Regions from separate parts of the Triticum aestivum genome. Here region 1 is linked to region 2. Evidence: chromatin contacts called from public Hi-C data. All regions are on one chromosome and are shown on one strand. Each heading gives the region's core, a stretch centred on a gene start, on an enhancer-like site or on the middle of the called end of the contact. The rest is flanking DNA. Distances are from core to core; before and after follow the strand shown. Region 1 holds the start of LOC123129396. Region 2 holds the start of LOC123129376 (protein DEHYDRATION-INDUCED 19 homolog 2).

Region 1 (5,774 bases), core at 1,627-4,126, 400 kb after region 2:
GTTGGTGCACATAGATGAGCCTAGTTGTTTTAGGTTTGTGCTTGACAAATTAACCGCTAGGTTTATTCCGCATTTGTTCAAGCCTAAACCGTAATTATTTTAAAGCGCCTATTCACCCCCCCTCTAGGCGACATCCACGATCTTTCACACGCCCATTTCAAGGCCGCCGCGTCGTCGAGCTCCCCGCCTGCGATCCCGGGCTCCGTCTTCACGAGGGTGAGCCCCGGCTCCGTTTTCACGGCGGTGAGCCCCGGCTCCGTCTTCGGTTTGACGTAGCGCGGAGGAGCCAAGGAGGAGGCGCGCCGGCCGCCCTCATTGGTGACGATGTCGGCGCTGCGGGTGCGCCGGTCGAGCGGCGTCTCCGCTGCAGGCTCGGCCTTGACGCCGAACACCACCGGCGAGCCGGAAGAATGGGAAGAGGAGCGGGAGGAGGAGTGAGAGGAGGAAGTCGAGGAGGAGCGGAACCTCCTGGGCATCCATTGCCCGACGCTCCGGCGGGGGACCGGGGCGGCCGCCGCGGCAGGGTATGCCAGCGGTGGGTCATTGCCGCCCTCGAGGTACTCCGGCACATCATGGAGCGTGCGGCCGGGGGCGCTCCACCATACACGGCGCCCTTCGCTGTTCTTGACGCCCCCACCACCGGTGCCCCGTTGGTGGACGCCAGCCTCTGCGCCTGACGGTGCTGGAAGTACGCCGCCCATGACGTGTGGTTGTCGGCAGCGTACTAGGGGAGGGCGCGCTGCTCCTCCGTCAGGGACGCCCGCACGCGGTCGACCTCGGCCGCGAACATGGCGGGGCGTGCTTCGACGTCGGGCACCGGGGGAATGAGGACGCCCCCGTTGCTGAGCATCCACCCCGTCGGCCCGACGCGCATGTCCGGTGGCGCCGGGATGTTCGCCTCGAACAAGAGGTAGTCCTCCCACTCGTGGAGCGAGCGGCGGCCGAAGCCGTTAGCCGCCGCTGCGTCGCCGGGGAATCGCGTGACCATCGGATGGGCTTGGGAGAGAGGGAAGGGAAGAAATGTCGGCGGGCGGCTGCACGGGGAGAGAGGCAGAGCTCGGCGGCGGGCGGCTGTGGGCTGTTGTGGCCAGAGGCGAGGGGGAGGCACTGGTTTTATAGCCCCGCGCCGTGTGTACGCGTGGTGAAAGGGGAGGCGTCGCCGCGCCGCACGTGATAAGGAATCAATGCCAAGGCCGAACGGCGGCAACCTTGCCATTGATTCCACACGGGAAACCGAGGCGTTCCGAGGACGACGAGATGTGCATCGCTGACTCGGCGGGCCCGTGGCTCTTTCGCGTCAAAATCGCTCGCCCCGGCGCCTCCGGGCGCCCCAGCGCGCCGGGTCCGCCGGCGCTAATTTCGGTCCAAAACCAACGAAAAACGGGCTCCCGAAAACGCGACTGGGCCGTTTTTTGTCACCGGCGCGAAAAAATCGCCTTGGAGGGCCGTGTTGTGGGCGCGGCTAAATATGCTCTAAAATCCAACTGAAGGCGGTACACTATCTCCCTGAAGGCGGTACAGCATGACTATGGACTGAAAATCTTACAGATGGTGTTCTCATAATCTCCAGCTCGATAATCACAACAGAAACCTTCAGCCATGCACATAAGGACACGAACAATTATTCTTAACCAAGTCGAGAAGAGCGTGAGCGGGCGGCTAAGCGCCGGCTCATCCCATCTCACCCACGTAGGTTGTTGTGGCGCTACTGAACTTTAAATACTAGCAGCCCTGCCAGTCTGTATGGCTAGCACCGTCAACCGCAACAATATTCTATAAAGCTAAAAGGTTGCGCATTCTCCGCTTTTCCTGATTCTTGCACATTAATTCTGTTACCATCCACGCTTAATTATATGCGACCAACCGTAAAATGCCACGGCTTGAAACGCCATGTTTCTACGGAACCAAACTTGAAACTTATTCCCGCAAAATCCTGCGAACTCCAGTAAACAATCGCCGACAGCACAGCCAGCTTCCGAGGCTTCCGCACCAGTTTTACGGATTAAAATGCGTAAGAGGAAGAAGAAACGGAAGATCACTTGAGCAATACTGCAATACCAATACTGTAGGTAGATCATTTTGCAAATTGCAGCAAGACGTAGTACCACAGAAATCCCAACATACACGCTAGATGGCACCAGTGCAGTTCACGAGTTCTGCGCGGCGAAACGAAGGGGCAAATGGCGTGACAAGCTTGCGTCCGCGCCGCGCCAGTCGACCGGTGTGGGCGGTCAGGCCACCGTGGCCGCGGCCGGCATCGCCATCGGGGCGGGGCCCACCACCAGCGAGGCGTCGCCGGAGAGAGGGATGACGCCGCCGCGGGCCAGGATGGACCGGTACATCTCCACCAGCACCTTCTCGTCGTACTCCTTGAGCGGCCGCGGCCGCGCGAAGGGCTCGCTGGCGGCACAGAACGGGGCGGAGCCGTAGCCCACGGCGGCGGAGGACGCGAGCCGGAGCATCGCGTTGACGTACGCATCCCGGAGCCGCGTCAGCAGCCGCCGCGGCGAGAGCGCGCGCAGGAGGCGCCGCCCGAGGCCGCGGCGCCGCACGCGCCACCCGCGCCGACGGCCCGCGGTCGCCGGTGCCTTGCCTCCGGCGCCGAGCTCGGCCGTGGCGAGGGCCGGGCGGCGCTGCGCGGCGGCCGCGTCCAGGCGGTCGTACCCGCGGTGCTTCCAGTAGGCCTTGATGCCGCCCTTGCGGGTGCTGGTGGCGGACGCGCCGGCCATGGCTGCTCTCGGGCTTCTTGGTTCCGTGGAGCCGCGGAAGGCTGGACTGGGTGCCCTGATCCCGCGTGGTGTACGAAAATGGTGGGTGGTTTGTAATGGCAGGAGCGGTGTGTCGTGCGTGTGTGTGCTCTACTAGTAGCACCAGCTAGCTGCCCTGCACTTATACCTGTGTCATCACAGAGTTGGTGTTTTTTTTTCCTCTCTGAGTTAAAATAACTCACGATGCCTTTGTACTACTAGATTCTAGATTACTGCGATTGCTCCTGTGCGGCCGCGCCGGGTCGCACAAGGGCAGCCCCTGCCGGCCGGCTCGAGGCCTCCTCCGCACCAACCTCCTTCCTCCGGCCACCGCTGCCGGGGGCGTCGCCGGGCAAAGCCCGTGTGACGTGGCAGCGGATATCCTCGGCCATAGATCAAATCGAGGTGGCGGCGTTCTGCACTAGCCATTCAACGACAGTGTCGCGGGGAGGCGGCAGCGTTCCCTACTGGCCATTCAACGGCAATGTCGCGGGGAGGCGGCGGCCAGGATCTGCAACCTGAGATGACGGACGGTCAAGGGCGGCGTGTGGAGGCGGCGATGGACGCACCTGATCTAGGCCCAGATGGTTGAGACGGGCAGCCAACCAGGTTGTTGTATCGGCTGGATCTCAACATCTCCAATGTCAGCTTGCAGGTTCCTGGGCTAGTCCCGCAGCTCGAGGAAGCCGGGGTCTCCGGCCCCGAGGATGGCGGTGGTGGCCTCCTCCTACGCCGGAGGTGGTCGGATGGCTGGTTGTGGCGGATCCCTAGATCCCACAGCTAGTCTAGGCGGTGAGTTGGGGAGGCGCGACTGCCAGTGAAAACTGAGCTCCGACTACAGTCATGGCAGGCGATGGCGGCGTCTACGCGTCGTTACCTTGTTGAAGGCATTGCCATTGCAGCCACCTTCTACTCACTCATTGTTCCGGGGGAAACCCCAGATTCGGGTATCCGGATCGGACGATGGCCGTGCTCTCGGTGTTGCTCTCCCTCATGATGGCATTGTTTTGGAGCAGCTACTGGACGGAGGACGCGAGAAACGGAGTGGTGTACATCTAATGCGTCGACGACAATGAGTCCCGACGGCGTGGCGCAGCGGGGTCTCGGTGACGGACGTGAGATGATGGGCTCGTGCAGGGCGGGGGCACTGTCTGGCATTGTGGTGGCGTCGACGGCAGGCCTGGCAAGGTGGATGTGTCAGTACCTGCTCCGAAGATGGATCGGGGGAAGATGGTGGCGACGGCCTCTACAGCGGCTGCATGCGTGCCCACCGAGAGTGCGCCAGATTGGTGTGTGCCCCAGACACGGCAAGGGACCTTCGACTTTAGATGTTAGGCTTAGGTGCGAGGTCATTTTGGTATTCGGGTCGGACATTCGGCCCCCGTTCATCAAGTGGATAGGAGAAGACAGATGTTGTCAAGATGGTGGCTTCAGACTTACTAGTGAAATACTTTATAAGGTCTTTATGAATAATTAATAAAATGGTTGCATGCGTCCTCCAGATGCAGAGGCTGGGTCATCCTCCTTTAAAGAAAACTACGATTTAACCTCATCTCAGATTGTACCACTAACTTACGGCGTTTAGTACATCACTTTATTTCTATTCCTGTTTCACGGGAAAAAAATGATCATCTCGTGCAAAAAAAATGTTCTATACACCAAGTACTAGGCATACTCGGGTGAAACATTTACTCGCACCATATCTACCAGAAAATGGAGCTGCATAGTTTAAAATATAGTATGAAAAAGGATCCGTTTTTGATAAAAGGGACACCCAAGATCTGAAATCTTAGTTCTGATTTCCGGTGGATGAGAGTGCGGGCAAAGTTTGTTATCTAATAAGAGTAACTCCAACGAGCCGACCCAAACGGATGATGATTTCGTCCGCTTTTTATTCGTTTGGGTCGGCCATCCGTCCGGCGTCCGCCCTCTTTTAGATATGGGTCAGCAGGGTGCCCAACACGCTGACCCATATGTGCCGGTGTGGCTGCCTGCCCTCTATTTTTTTTTGTATATTGCATAGTTTGAATCAAAATAAAATTGTTTTGAACCGAATAAAATTGCATAATTTATTACAAGCCAAATGAAAATAAAAAGGTCTCGCATAATTTTGCAAACGAATAAAAAAAGATACATCTATTGGTTGCCAACATGAGCCCACATATTCTCAATCAAATCATTTTGCAGTTGCATGTGAGTTTCCCAATCATGCATGTTTTCATGAAATTGGGTGAACTGTTCAAACGTTGTCGATACTCCATGCTCAGGCACAATATTTTCACCCTGAAACTGAAACCCTTGATCATACAGACGTTCTGGGCGCTCATCTTCTACGATCATATTATGCATGATCACACAAGTAGTCATCACCTCCTACAGTTTTTGTGTGCTCCAGGTATTAGCAGGATACCGAACGATGCCCCATCGAGATTGCAAAACACCAAAGGCACGATCGACATCCTTTCTAGCACTCTCTTGCTCTTCGGCAAATCTTTTCCTCTTCTCTCCGACAGGGTTGGGTATTGTCTTCACAATAGTGGTCCACTGAGGATAGATACCGCCACCTAGATAGTATCCTTTGTCGTAGGTGTGACCGTTGATAGTAAAGTTCACCGGTGGGCTGTTGCCTTCGGCAAGCCTAGCAAACACCGGCGAGCGCTGAAGCACGTTGATATCATTGTGTGATCCGGCCATGCCAAAAAAAGAGTGCCAGATCCAGAGATCTTGGGACGCCACGACCTCAAGTATGATAGTGCAAGCCCTGACATGGCCCTTGTACCACCCTTACCAAGCAGAAGGGCAGTTCTTCGACTCCCAATGCATGCAGTCTATACTACCAAGTATCCCCGGGAAGCCCCTGCTAGCATTCATCGCCAACAAATGGGTTGTATCTTCAGCAGTCAGCTCTCTCAAATACTCAGGGCCAAATACAGCAATAACAGCCTTGCAGAACTTATACAGGGGCTCTAGGCAAGTAGACTCGCTCATACGAACGTACTCGTCAATGAGATCATCGGGCACTCCGTA
Region 2 (5,853 bases), core at 1,574-4,073:
GAAAAAAAGAACAAAACTGCCAATTATGTCCAATACAGGTAAAAATTAACTACTCCCTCCATTCCTAAATATAAGTCTTTTAAGAGATTCCAATATGAACTACATACGGAGCAAAAACGGATGAATCTACACTCCAAAATATGTCTATATACATCCGTATGTAGTCCATATTGGAATCTCTAAAAAGACTTATATTTAGGAACGGAGGAAGTATGTTTTAGTTAACTCTCTCTAGGCTTACAGTCCAAATAAACTCAAGGTAACCCAGCAACACACACATCAATTTATATTCTAAGTGTAATAATAAAAGAAGAAACTGAACTCTCTAGTGTCCTTAAACAGTAAACATGAGTCCTCCTAATGTAGGAAGCCAGGTAGCAATCGCGAACCATATAGAGTTCGGTACCACTCTTTTCATTCTATAGATAACTCTACTCCGCACCACACACAAATTAATCAGTGTGACACCACTTCTACTCGATGAAATGTGCAACAACCATAGATCCAAACTCTTAACTACCAAAGGAACGAACATGGCCTAGCCTAGCAACTGTATCTCAAACAACATAACGAATTAATAATGCACGCCCTACTTTGAAGGAGAAGGATGACCTTCTACAATTCAGAGAGCTTAGAACTTGAGTTCTTAACAAGAAAAACAATTAAAAGTTGGGACTTGGGACTCAAACTGAAGAGCAGAATAACACATGTCACCTAAGAGGGCCTGAGACTAAGAACTGGAAACTAGAACTTTGTAAAGAGAAATTCTAAAAAGAAACTTGTACAGCCAGTAGCGAATCTATCAGGTGGGCTTCGACAGCCTAGCCTCTGATTTTGCCAGGAAAAAGGCATATATGCATTAGCAATCATGGAAGATAACCACAAAAGAGATTATGTTAATACGTGTGACAGTGCCTACACGGTTCTGGACAAAGCAAGCGGTGCTTGGGCCTTAGTGCCTATGGCCCGCCCAACAGCTAGCCTGTGTTGAACCCTCTCTCGTCGTCTCGTGTCGCCCAACACGTTGGCAACCAGAGACCGTGTAGCAGGGGAGGCGAGCAGTGGTCTGTAGCTATACGAGATTTTCTTGATTCAAGCAACTTCTTTTCTTTCCAAATTCAATACTAACAAGTATACTCCCTCCGTAGATACATCCGTATGTAGACAAATCTAAGACAACTAATTTGGAACGGAGGTAAAACATAGCACATGTTTCTCAAGATTATCTTTGATCAAGAATTTAATTGGTCAACAATATGTGGATTGTGTGATTTAAAAATGACCTTGTTGGATTCGTGTTGGAATGAACTTTTGAATAATACCGATTTCGTATAAGATAGTCCACATTTTTTAACTGTTTAGTCAAAGATATATCTCAACGAACCGGTGCGCCTTATATTTTAGACCAAGTGGGCTATATGCTAAGAATTTTACCAAAGTTGATGGTTGTTGTTCAGAAGTTACCGCTTCACACTTTCATTACGAATGTTAGGAGAAGTGGAGAATTTCACTGATGTCATGATTATTTGATGCACAATCTAAAATTTAAATTCAACAAGCCTACATTTGATATTTATTTCCTTTATTCAGATTAGTGTATTAAGCTTTGAGCATATCCTCCACTTTCATGCTCAATTTGCCACTGTGTACAGCCAATCTTATTGGCCAGCTATAACACAAAATTGTTTCAGACTTTCATCTAGTTGCACCAGTCGTTCACTCCAGAACCAACAATACCTAATACTCCTACAACCCAAGGGAACTACATTCCATAACCAAACTGGCCAAAGAAAAAATTCCCAAGAATCATAATCACTAGATTCATAAAGACTCCTGTAGGAACGACAGAGGCCAACCAAATCCCGCAATTCCAACCAGCAACACCATAAAAAAGCTCTGTCAAAGGAGTTGGTTCCTAAAATGTTCCAACGCAGCCACCCAAAAGGTAACTTGTTTTCTACATTTCCAACCTGAACTACCACAGACAAACAAGAATTCTCCAGCAGAACATTCAAGAGTCTCATCTTTTCAGCAATCTACAGAGCAATAAACCTATTCCATATCAAAATTACAAGAACAATGGATTTTCCGAACCACTAAAACGTACAGGTCCCTTAGTTGCACCATTATCAACATTTCCGTCCTGAAGCGTGGCGCATCCTAACGACACTTGGCGTAAAATGTCCCATTTCGGCAAAAATTATTTCAAAGGCTCAAACGGGACCCGGCCGAGCGAGTCACAAGAACGCGAATCATCAGAAAGGGCGAGGCGACATACCCCGCTCTTGGCCTCGACGGCGTGCTCGTCGTCGATGTGGCAGCAGAGCCCGACGAAGTCGAAGTCCTCGCCGCAAAAGGGGCAGTTGTATGCCTCCGCCCCGCGCGCCTCCACCTCGTCCCCGCCGGCGTCCGCGTCGTCGAACCCCATGTACAGATCTGACGTACGACCACAGCGAATCACGCATCAGCCCCAACGTCGAATCAAAAACCAACGAGGCCAACACCGAGGGCGAAATCGGGCCGACCGATCGATCGTACCGTAGCGGGACTGCAGGCGCCTCGCGGCGGCGGCGGAGGAGGAGGTGGAGGAGGAGCGGCCCCACGCGTCGCCGGAATCCATGGCGGAATTGGACGAAACCCTAGCCTCGCCTCTCTCTCTCTCCTTTCCCCTTTGTGCTGGTGAATTCTTTTTTGGCTTTCCAGGCTTTTCTGTCCGCTCCTCTCTTTCCACTGCTTCGGTGTGCGCGCGAGCGTGCGGTGTTTGTTGGCCGTTTGCTCCGGTGTGGGTCGGTGCGTGTGAGTGATTGGAATGAATTATGGGACGGAAAGGTGGGGGGAGGGTGGTAGTTGGTGGGTGCCTGCACCTGGTCTACGGTGAGCCACTGGTAACTGCACGGTGGGGCGTCGCTGTCAGCGGTGGTATTTTTGGTGAGATTCTGTCACGTGACTGATGGTTGGTGCTGCGAAATGGTTGCAGCGTAGCAGGGGGGCCTTCATTTCTTAATTAAAGGGTTAGAAGAGTGGGAAATCGGAATTTCTAGGTAGTAGTACTTGAGAAGAAGTATTTCCTCTGCTCATCCCTAAGAAATCCGATGTGGAGTTGGTTGGGGATTTTCGTCCTATCAGCCTTACCCACAGCGCTGCTAAACTTTTCGCCAAGATGTTGGCTAACCGTGCAAGGAGAAGAATGAAGGAAATTGTCATGGCCAATCAGTCAGCGTTTATATGTGGCAGGCACTTGCATGACAACTTCCTCCTTGTGAGGCAAGTGGCCAGAAAGATCCATGCACGTAAAGAAGCGGGGGTGTTCCTGAAGTTAGACATGTCGAGGGCGTTTGATTTTATATCTTGGCCCTTCCTGTTTGAAGTTATGAGGCGCAAAGGTTTTGGACAGAGATGGTTAGCATGGATCGCCATCCTACTGCGCACGGCCTCTACTAAAGTACTCGTCAATGGCGTACCTGGCAGGAGTTTCTGGCTCACCCAAGGTTTGAGACAAGGCGACCCGGTGTCCCCTCTTTTGTTCATCATTGCGATGGATGCGCTCTCCTGCATCATGGTTAAGGGCGCAGAGGAAGGTGTTCTGAAGCCATTTACCGGCATCAGGCCTAATCAAAGTGTGTCGATATACGCCGATGACGTGGCTCTGTTTGTCAGGCCAAACGAGGTAGATCTCAGGTTCGTGACCATGGCGCTTAAAGCTTTCGGAGATGCGTCTGGGCTAAGGGTTAACTATGGAAAGTCATCTGCTATTCTCATTCACGGTGAAGAGGAAGATAGGATCAGGGTATCCAACCTTCTGGAGTGCGAGTTGGGGAAGTTTCCCTGCAAATACCTTGGATTGCAACTCGCCATACATCAACTAAAGAAGACGGACTGGCAGCCCATGTTGGATAGAGCAAAGAAGTGTGCTCCTGGTTGGCAACGTGGCCTGCTACAAAGATCCGGGCGCCTTGTGCTGGTCAAGTCGGTGGTCGCGGCGAAACCTATCCACCATTTCATGATCACTGACGCACCGGCATGGGTGTTCGAGGAGCTTGACAAAATGGATGAGAGCATTCTTCTGGGCGGGGAAGGATCAGGTCTCGGGTGGCAATTGCATGGTAGCGTGGAATGCGGTCTGCAAGCCCACGTGCTTCGGAGGGTTCGACATCAAGAACCTTAAGTTGAAGGGGCTCGCACTTAGGGTCCGATGGGAATGGTTGAAATGCACAGACTCAGAGAGACCTTGGCGGGGCCTGCGCATGATAGAGGATGAGGATGCTCGAGCTGTTTTTGACAGCATGGTCAAGATTGAGGTGGGCGAGGGCACTAAGGTTCTCTTCTAGCGGGACCGGTGGATTCATGGCTTTGCGGTGAATGATATTGCACCCATGATTCACGCTTTGGTTGACACTCGCACAAGGAATAAACGTACGGTCAGTGAAGGGCTGGAGAATGGTCGGTGGCTGCATGATATCAATGGGGAGCTGAATTTGGTTGGCCATTTACAGCTGGTGCACCTGAATCTAGCCATTAATACGGTGCAAAGGGATCCGAGCAATTCGGACTGCTTCTCTTGGCCTGCCGATCCTTTAGGTTTATACTCGGCCAAATCAACCTACCAAAGACTATGCCTCGGTGATGAATGGGCTCCGTATGCCTCCTGCATCTGGAAAAGTTGGGCACTTTTGAAGTGCAAGATCTTCATCTGGCTGGCTGTGCAGCACCGTATCTGGACTTCTGACCAAAGGGCAAAGCATGGATTACAAGATCAACCGTTCGCCTGCTACACATGCGTGCAGGATGAAGACAATGCCGAACACATCTTGGTAAAATGTGGTTATGCTCGACAGGTGTGGCACACCTGCTTTCAAGACCTAACCCTAAATATTCAGCCTCCGGTGGTGGACGATACCTTCCTCGATTGGTGGATCGAGACTAGGATGGGGATGCCTAAGGGTCTAAAGAGAGGCTACAACACTTTTGTCATCTTGGTCGGATGGGAGTTGTGGAAGCAATGGAACGCGTGTGTGTTCAATAGGTTACAGCAACAACGAACCCCAAGAGAATTGGTTGACGACATAGTCAGAGAAGTACAACAATGGAGACAAGCCGGTGTAGGTGTTGGTGGTTTAACACATTTTGTGAGAGAGTAGATTTAGAGAGTAGAGTGGTTTGGGTGTAATGGGTGTTGGCCGAGTTTAGATCCTAGCATCTAGCTCGAGCCTCTCTTGTACATTTTCTTTCTACCTTCTATAAAGATAAGGTACGCCATTGGCGTACTCTCGAAAAAAAGAAGTATTTCATGATTCTGTATTCTCAGTTGAAACCAGATTAATAACACAGTTTTTTGACTTTTCTGAAAAATATAGAACAAACATACACATTCACGTACACGCAACTCAACAAAAAGGATTGGGGTTGTGAAGGAGAAGGAAGAAGTGCTAGATACAGAAGGCAGAAGAAGCGTCGAACGGTGACGGATGGCACCAACAACCGGCAAGGGTTGAATCAACCCGAGTCGAATCGACTTAGCTAGACATGGGAAAATTCGAGCCAAGCCTTTCTTATCACAGGGTCGGGATGCCTTGCCAGCCCAGTTGTCAGAGTCTACCTAAGCCACCTCATGAACTTGCACGGATGCCCAATTCCGATGTTCCATCTTGCATGTTTCTCGATCCACCGATCCCACACGCTTGTTGCCGCCGATGTCCCCGGGCTTCGTGTTAGACCCTGACAAACTAAAGTTCAGAAGATGCCTTAAAGTCATAAAATAGAGTGCAAAGTAACAGTCTTATGATGAGAAAGTCTAGGGTTTGCGTCAATCTCTGGTATGCCAATTAATGGTGTGTCTGGTTTGTGTCATCATGT

The links. Hi-C and Micro-C count contacts between places; a contact is called where the count stands out from the background.
Region 1: a Hi-C map of leaf shows a contact between it and region 2, with 3 times the contacts expected there. The contact joins the promoter of LOC123129396 here to the promoter of LOC123129376 in region 2. A contact is called at or near these places in 2 of 5 Hi-C or Micro-C datasets (both in leaf).

The regions. Positions count from the first base shown.
Region 1 is chr1B:435,078,955-435,084,728 of IWGSC CS RefSeq v2.1, forward strand. It overlaps LOC123129396, which reads right to left and starts at 2,877. Exons shown (of 1, transcript XM_044549582.1): 1 at 2,051-2,877. The coding sequence starts at 2,729. The coding sequence ends at 2,232.
Region 2 is chr1B:434,680,551-434,686,403 of IWGSC CS RefSeq v2.1, forward strand. LOC123129376 (protein DEHYDRATION-INDUCED 19 homolog 2) reads right to left here and starts at 2,824. Exons shown (of 5, transcript XM_044549568.1): 1 at 2,539-2,824; 2 at 2,279-2,436. The coding sequence starts at 2,620.